Regions from separate parts of the Macaca mulatta genome. Here region 2 is linked to region 1. The links are chromatin contacts, called in public Hi-C maps. All regions are on one chromosome and are shown on one strand. The core of a region is the stretch at or near the end of the contact, and the rest is flanking DNA. Distances in the headings are between cores, read along the strand shown. Region 1 holds the start of YDJC (YdjC chitooligosaccharide deacetylase homolog). Region 2 holds the start of UBE2L3 (ubiquitin conjugating enzyme E2 L3).

What was found. A called contact is a pair of places that touch in the nucleus more often than the background predicts.
Region 2: a contact with region 1 is called in a Hi-C map of liver, with 2.3 times the contacts expected there. The contact joins the promoter of UBE2L3 here to the promoter of YDJC in region 1. A contact is called at or near these places in 3 of 14 Hi-C or Micro-C datasets (blood, fetal cortex germinal zone and liver).

The regions. Positions count from the first base shown.
Region 1 is chr10:31,366,069-31,369,071 of T2T-MMU8v2.0, forward strand. It overlaps YDJC (YdjC chitooligosaccharide deacetylase homolog), which reads left to right and starts at 1,392. Exons shown (of 4, transcript XM_077950746.1): 1 at 1,392-1,592; 2 at 1,681-1,840; 3 at 2,035-2,134; 4 at 2,665-3,003. The coding sequence starts at 1,429. The coding sequence ends at 2,690.
Region 2 is chr10:31,425,763-31,428,765 of T2T-MMU8v2.0, forward strand. It overlaps UBE2L3 (ubiquitin conjugating enzyme E2 L3), which reads right to left and starts at 1,535. Exons shown (of 4, transcript NM_001193593.1): 1 at 1,483-1,535. The coding sequence starts at 1,509.

The DNA.
Region 1 (3,003 bases), core at 142-2,641:
GCCAAGAGCATGGTTGAAGGACTCTATGAGGCTTTCAATCCTCACATACCTCATGAAATATTGTTACTCTCGAGTTCTGCTCTGTCCTCTCAGCTCTGGCTACCCACTAGGTCAGGGACAGAGAGGACAAAGCAGGTCTGGGTGCAGGCCCTGAGCTGTGAGGTTCAGTCTTATCTCCACTACTCCTGGCAGGACCACACTTTCGCTCTCTGACCCCCCGTTTCCTAATCTGTGAAACAGGAATGACATTACCAATTTCATAGTCTGGACACAAATACCATGGGAAAAATCAAGACTGCCACGTTGCAGTGAAAACTGTGGCTGCCTACCATATACAGTCATGGGTAAGGAAAGCTTTTCTGGACCAAAGAGAAAAACAGTGAAGTTATTAATGTAAAAGCTGTAGCCTGGCAGAGAGCTCAAGATGGAAACAGGAGATAATGTTTTCTCAAAAAAACCCATTAGTGTATATGCTTGCTTTCATTTTCTTAGTGTCTAGAGCTCAAGAAAAAATAAATAAATAAATAAAGAAAATGCCTGCTCTTATAAAAATCTGCAAAAGATCAATAGGCAATTTGAAAAAGAATAAGAATAGCTAATAATATGAAAATTTTCATTCACACTGCTATCTAAGAAACTACTAGAATGTGATAACATTGGTGTAATCATCTTTATGTTCTCAAAACAACACACAAAAAAGGTGGGTTGGGGAGAAAGGGAGTTGGGTGTGTTTATTTGCTTAGAGAAAACACTGGAAGGACACAACCCAGAAAGTTTACAATGGCAATCTCTGGGAAGGGTAGGAGATTTTTTTTTTTTCTTTTTTGGTATTTTTCCTTTTTCTTTTTTTCTTTCTTTCTTTCTTTTTTTTTTTTTTTTTTGAGATAGAGTCTCGCTCTATCGTCCATGCTAGAGTGCAGTCATGTGATCTCGGCTCTCCACAACCTCCGCCTTCCGGGTTCAAGCATTTCTCCTGCCTCAGCCTCCCGAGTAGCTGGAATTACAGGCGCGTGCTACCACTCCCGGCTAATTTTTGTATTTTGAGTAGAGACGGGGTTTGCCCATGTTGGCCAGGTTGGTCTTGAACTCCTGACCTCGTGATCCACCCGCCTCGGCCTCCCAAAGTGTTGGGATTACAGGCGTGAGCCACTGCGCCCGACTTCCTTTTGGTATTTTTCATATTAAATATCACTTTTGCAGTCAAGGAAAGTTCCGCATTGCAATGAATCCAGCACTGGTCTGGTTAGCGCGGGAGCTGTTGCCGGGTCCTTGCAGGGGCACGCCGGACCGCTAGGTGGCGAGAACAAAGGCGAAGCGCAGCCGCACCTGGGAGTGTGCGTCGGGGCGGGGCATGGGCAGCGTCCAGGGGCGGGGCCTGGGCTGTCCGGCCCACTCCCCTGGGAGCGCTAGCGGTGGGCCCAGGCGGCCATGTCCCGCCCTCGCGTGCGCCTGGTGGTCACCGCGGACGACTTTGGTTACTGCCCGCGACGCGATGAGGGCATCGTGGAGGCCTTTCTGGCCGGGGCCGTGACCAGCGTGTCCCTGCTGGTCAACGGTGCGGCCACGGAGAGCGCGGCGGAGCTAGCCCGCAGGTGAGGGGAGGGCCCTAGCAGGGCGGCGATCGGCTTGGGGCGCGCTGCTCCGCGGCCGCCAGTGCTCCAGCTCGCGCTCCGCCCTCAGGCACAGCATCCCCACGGGCCTCCACGCCAACCTGTCCGAGGGCCGCCCAGTGGGTCCGGCCCGCCGTGGCGCCTCGTCGCTGCTCGGCCCCGAAGGCTTCTTCCTTGGCAAGATGGGATTCCGGGAGGCGGTGGCGGCCGGAGACGTGGATTTGCCTCAGGTGCGGAGCCGCAGCTGCAGGAGGATGCTCGCGAGGACCCCCAGAGCTCCGCCCGGAGGGTACTGTGAGGTCATTAGGAGATGGCGGTGGATGACTTCTTCATTTAAACACTGGAGCGGTCACACGGCAGCACGAGGAGGGTGTCCTCGGCAGCTACTCCCGGTTGCTCAAGGTGTCTCTCGCTCGCCCTCTAGGTGCGGGAGGAGCTCGAGGCCCAACTAAGCTGCTTCCGGGAGCTGATGGGCAGGGCCCCCACGCACGTGGATGGCCACCAGCACGTGCACGTGCTCCCAGGTGCGTGGTTGGTGATCCCAGTTTGGAGGGCGTTTACTCCCAGGTGGGGCTGGGGAAGTAGGGGTAGTTCGATGCCCCCAGGTGAAGGGACGTGCTCCTCCTAGACCCGCTCCGCCCGCAGGCGTGTGCCAGGTGTTCGCCGAGGCGCTGCAGGCCTATGGGGTGCGCTTTACGCGACTGCCGCTGGAGCGCGGTGTGGGTGGCTGCACTTGGCTGGAGGCCCCCGCGCGCGCCTTCGCCTGCGCCGTGGAGCGCGACGCCCGGGCCGCCGTGGGCCCCTTCTCCCGCCACGGCCTCCGGTGAGGCTTCCCGCCCTGTCTCCTACCATAGCTGCCTCAGTCCCTCCGCACTGACTATTCACCTGGCTAGCTGTGTCCGTTTCTCAGCCCGGAAGCGAGTCTGGCGTCGATCGCTGCCGCCACCCCAGTTCCCCCCTCCCGCCCCCAGTCCCTACCCTATCCTACCCTACCCTAGCCTAGCCCTGGTCATGGCCTGGCCTGGCCCCGCGGCTGATGCCCCGCCCACTACAGGTGGACAGACGCCTTCGTGGGTCTGAGCACTTGCGGCCGGCACATGTCCGCTCACCGCGTGTCCGGGGCCCTGGCGCGGGTCCTGGAAGGTACCCTAGCGGGCCACACGCTGACAGCCGAGCTGATGGCGCACCCCGGCTATCCCAGTGTGCCTCCCACCGGCGGCTGCGGTGAAGGCCCCGACGCTTTCTCTTGCTCTTGGGAGCGGCTGCATGAGCTGCGCGTCCTCACCGCGCCCACGCTGCGGACCCGGCTTGCCCAGGATGGCGTGCAGCTTTGCGCCCTCGACGACCTGGACTCCAAGAGGCCAGGGGAGGAGGTCCCCCGTGAGGCCACTCT
Region 2 (3,003 bases), core at 285-2,784, 60 kb after region 1:
CTAATTTTTATATTTTTAGTAGAGACAGCAGTTCACCATGTTGGCCGGGCTGGTCTTGAACTCCTGACCTCAAGTGATCCGCCCGCCTCGGCCTCCCAGAGTGCTGGGATTACAGGCGTGAGCCACCGCGCCCGGCCTGCACTCCAGAAAACTTTCTAAATTTAAATCCACAAGGGTTGAAGGACGACTGCACCTGGGAGTAGGGTAGGAAAGAAAGCCATTAACCGACCCCTTATCTGGTGAATGGTGGTGTCACTAGCTTAAGAGATGAGAAGTCAGAAGTCCTCTGAGTTTTCTTTTGTGCCCACTTCCACTCCAGTTTTATAAAGTTAATGTCCTCTCTAGCCCTTAGGGAACAAAAGAAAGGAAACGTTCCCAGGGAGGCAGGGAGGGCTCAGAGACTGTGGCTCCAAGTTCAATGTCTAGTTCTACCAAACACTGCTCTGCCCAGAACGAACCCCAGCTCTTTATCTCCCCTCAGGAAACCGGCTCCGGGGCCTTTTTTTAATTTCCGGCCCGTTGCAGGCCGGCTGCACTAGCCAGCCGCCGACTCACAGATGCTGGCGGAGGGGACTCCGGAGGACGTTGGCAAATCCACTGGCAAAAGAACTAAGCCAATTTAGCTAATGTGTTCCTCACTAAAAGGTGCCAAGTAGCAAGAAAGCACCCTGCTGCATTCAAGATCCAAAGTACCAAGTTATTATTATAAACTTTGGCCCGTTTTGATTCGAACGACTGAAACCAACCGTTACCCCCCAAAAAATGGCATTTTGCTTTATCAGGGAAGGGAGATCGAGATGACTGAGTGGAGGAGAGGGAAGGAGAACCGCGCCGCGATGGGGGCCGACCTCAGGCCTTCCTGGAGTTGGAACTTGCCCGCTGTGTGACTCTGCAGTCACAAGGCGACAGTTTGCTAGGACCCAGCGCAATTCCAAACGACCCACCAACAAACTGACCTAACTTTGGCCGCCTGGCCTCCTCCCCGCTCTCCTAGCCCGAGCCTTCCAGAGTTCCGAGCTGCGGCTGGGCCAAGCGGAGCTGCAAGCCCGGCTCGCTGAGGCCCAGGGCGGGGCGGTTCCGCTGCACGGGCTCCGGGCAGGGGCTCCGGCGCTCGGGCCTTCCCCGAAGGCGCTCAGTTTGGAGCCTCCCAACCGGGCTCTCACATTAACGACGCCCTCGCGTCGGACCGCGGCCTCCGCGACAGCGGGACGCGGCCACGCTCCGGGCGGAGGGTGGCGTGAACGCCCCGGGCCGGGCTGAGGGGCCAACAGTGGCTCCCAGCGCGGCCTGGCGCTCCCGCCCAGGCTGCGGCCTAGGCCAGCCCCGTTAGCTCCTTGAGCCTGCGCGCGGCCCAGGGAACCGACGAGGCCGTGTAGGGCAGGAGGCCAGACGGCAGCGCCCTGAGAGGCCGCTGCCTGCCTCGGGGGTCCGGAGCCTGGGACGCCGCCCCACGCCCGACCGAGGCCAGAGAATGGCTTTTACCTTCATCAGCCTCCTGCTGGCCGCCATCTTGGATTTGGTGCTGCTCCTTCCCCAGAATGCATCGCGGCCGGCCGGGCGGCTGGAGCCCCCGCACTTCCTGGAGCGGGGGAGGGGCCGCGGGGCGGGGCACAGGAGCGGAGCAGAGCACCTACTGTATGCTTCCCAGCGTGCTCGGAGGCGCGTGGAGGAACACAAGTGAACCGCACAGGCTGAGCCGCAGCGTTTACGGATCGTCCAATCAGATGACAGTTACAACCAGTGCCTGGCACGTAGTAGGCAAATAATAAATATTGATTGCATAAAATAGTTGGCCGGGCGCGGTGGCTCACGCCTGTAATCCCAGCACTTTGGGAGACCGAGGCGGGTGGATCACGAGGTCAGCAGTTCCAGACCAGCCTGGCCAACGTGGTGAAACCCTGGCTCTACTAAAAATACAAAAAATTAGCCGGGCGTGGTGGCGGGCGTCTGTAATCTCAGCTACTCAGGAGGCTGAGGCAGGAGAATTGCTTGAACCTGGGAGGCAGAGGTTGCAGTGAGCCGAGACCACGCCACTGCACTCCAGCCTGGGCGACAGAGATTCCGTCTTTAAAAAAAAAAAAAAAAAAAAAGTACTCTGATTGGAATGGGGAATGGGGAATGGAGGTGGGTAAGAGGATAAGAAGGGGAGCAGGGGGCCACTTGGAAACCTGTTGCAATCGTTCAGGCAAAGAGGTGACACTGATTTGGACCTCAGGGAGCAAAGAAGAGAGAAGAACATAGCTTCAGAATATACTCAGACCTTCTTAAGGAGTTCTCTTTTTTTTTTTTTTTTTTTTTTGAGACACAGTTTCACTCTGTCACCCAGAGTGGAGTGCAATGGCATGATCTCAGCTCACTGCACCCTCTGAATCCCAGGTTCAAGTGATTCTCCTGCCTCAGCCTCTTGAGTAGCATAGATTACAGGCACCTGCCACCATGCCCAGCTAATTTTTGTATTTTCGGTAGAGACAGGGTTTTAGCATTTTTGGCCAGGCTGGTCTCAAACTGCTGACCTCAAGCAATCCACCCACCTTGGCCTCCCAAAGTGCTGGGATTATAGGTGTGAGTCACTGGGCTTGGACATTTTTCTCCATTTATAAGAACAGTGGGTTTCGGCCGGGCGCGGTGGCTCAAGCCTGTAATCCCAGCACTTTGGGAGGCCGAGGCAGGTGGATCACGAGGTCAGGAGATCGAGACTATCCTGGCTAACACGGTGAAACCCCATCTCTACTAAAAATACAAAAAACTAGCCGGGCGTGGTGGCGGGCGCCTGTAGTCTCAGCTACTCGGGAGGCTGAGGTGGGAGAATGGCATGAACCCGGGAGGCGGAGCTTGCAGTGAGCCGAGATCACGCCACTGCACTCCAGCCTGGGAGACACAGCGAGACTCCGTCTCAAAAAAAAAAAAAAAAAAAGAACAGTGGGTTTCCCCTGAAAGGAGAGAAGGAAAGGGAACTGGAAATAATATATCCTGGAATAAGGCTGGCCTCACACTCATCTTGGG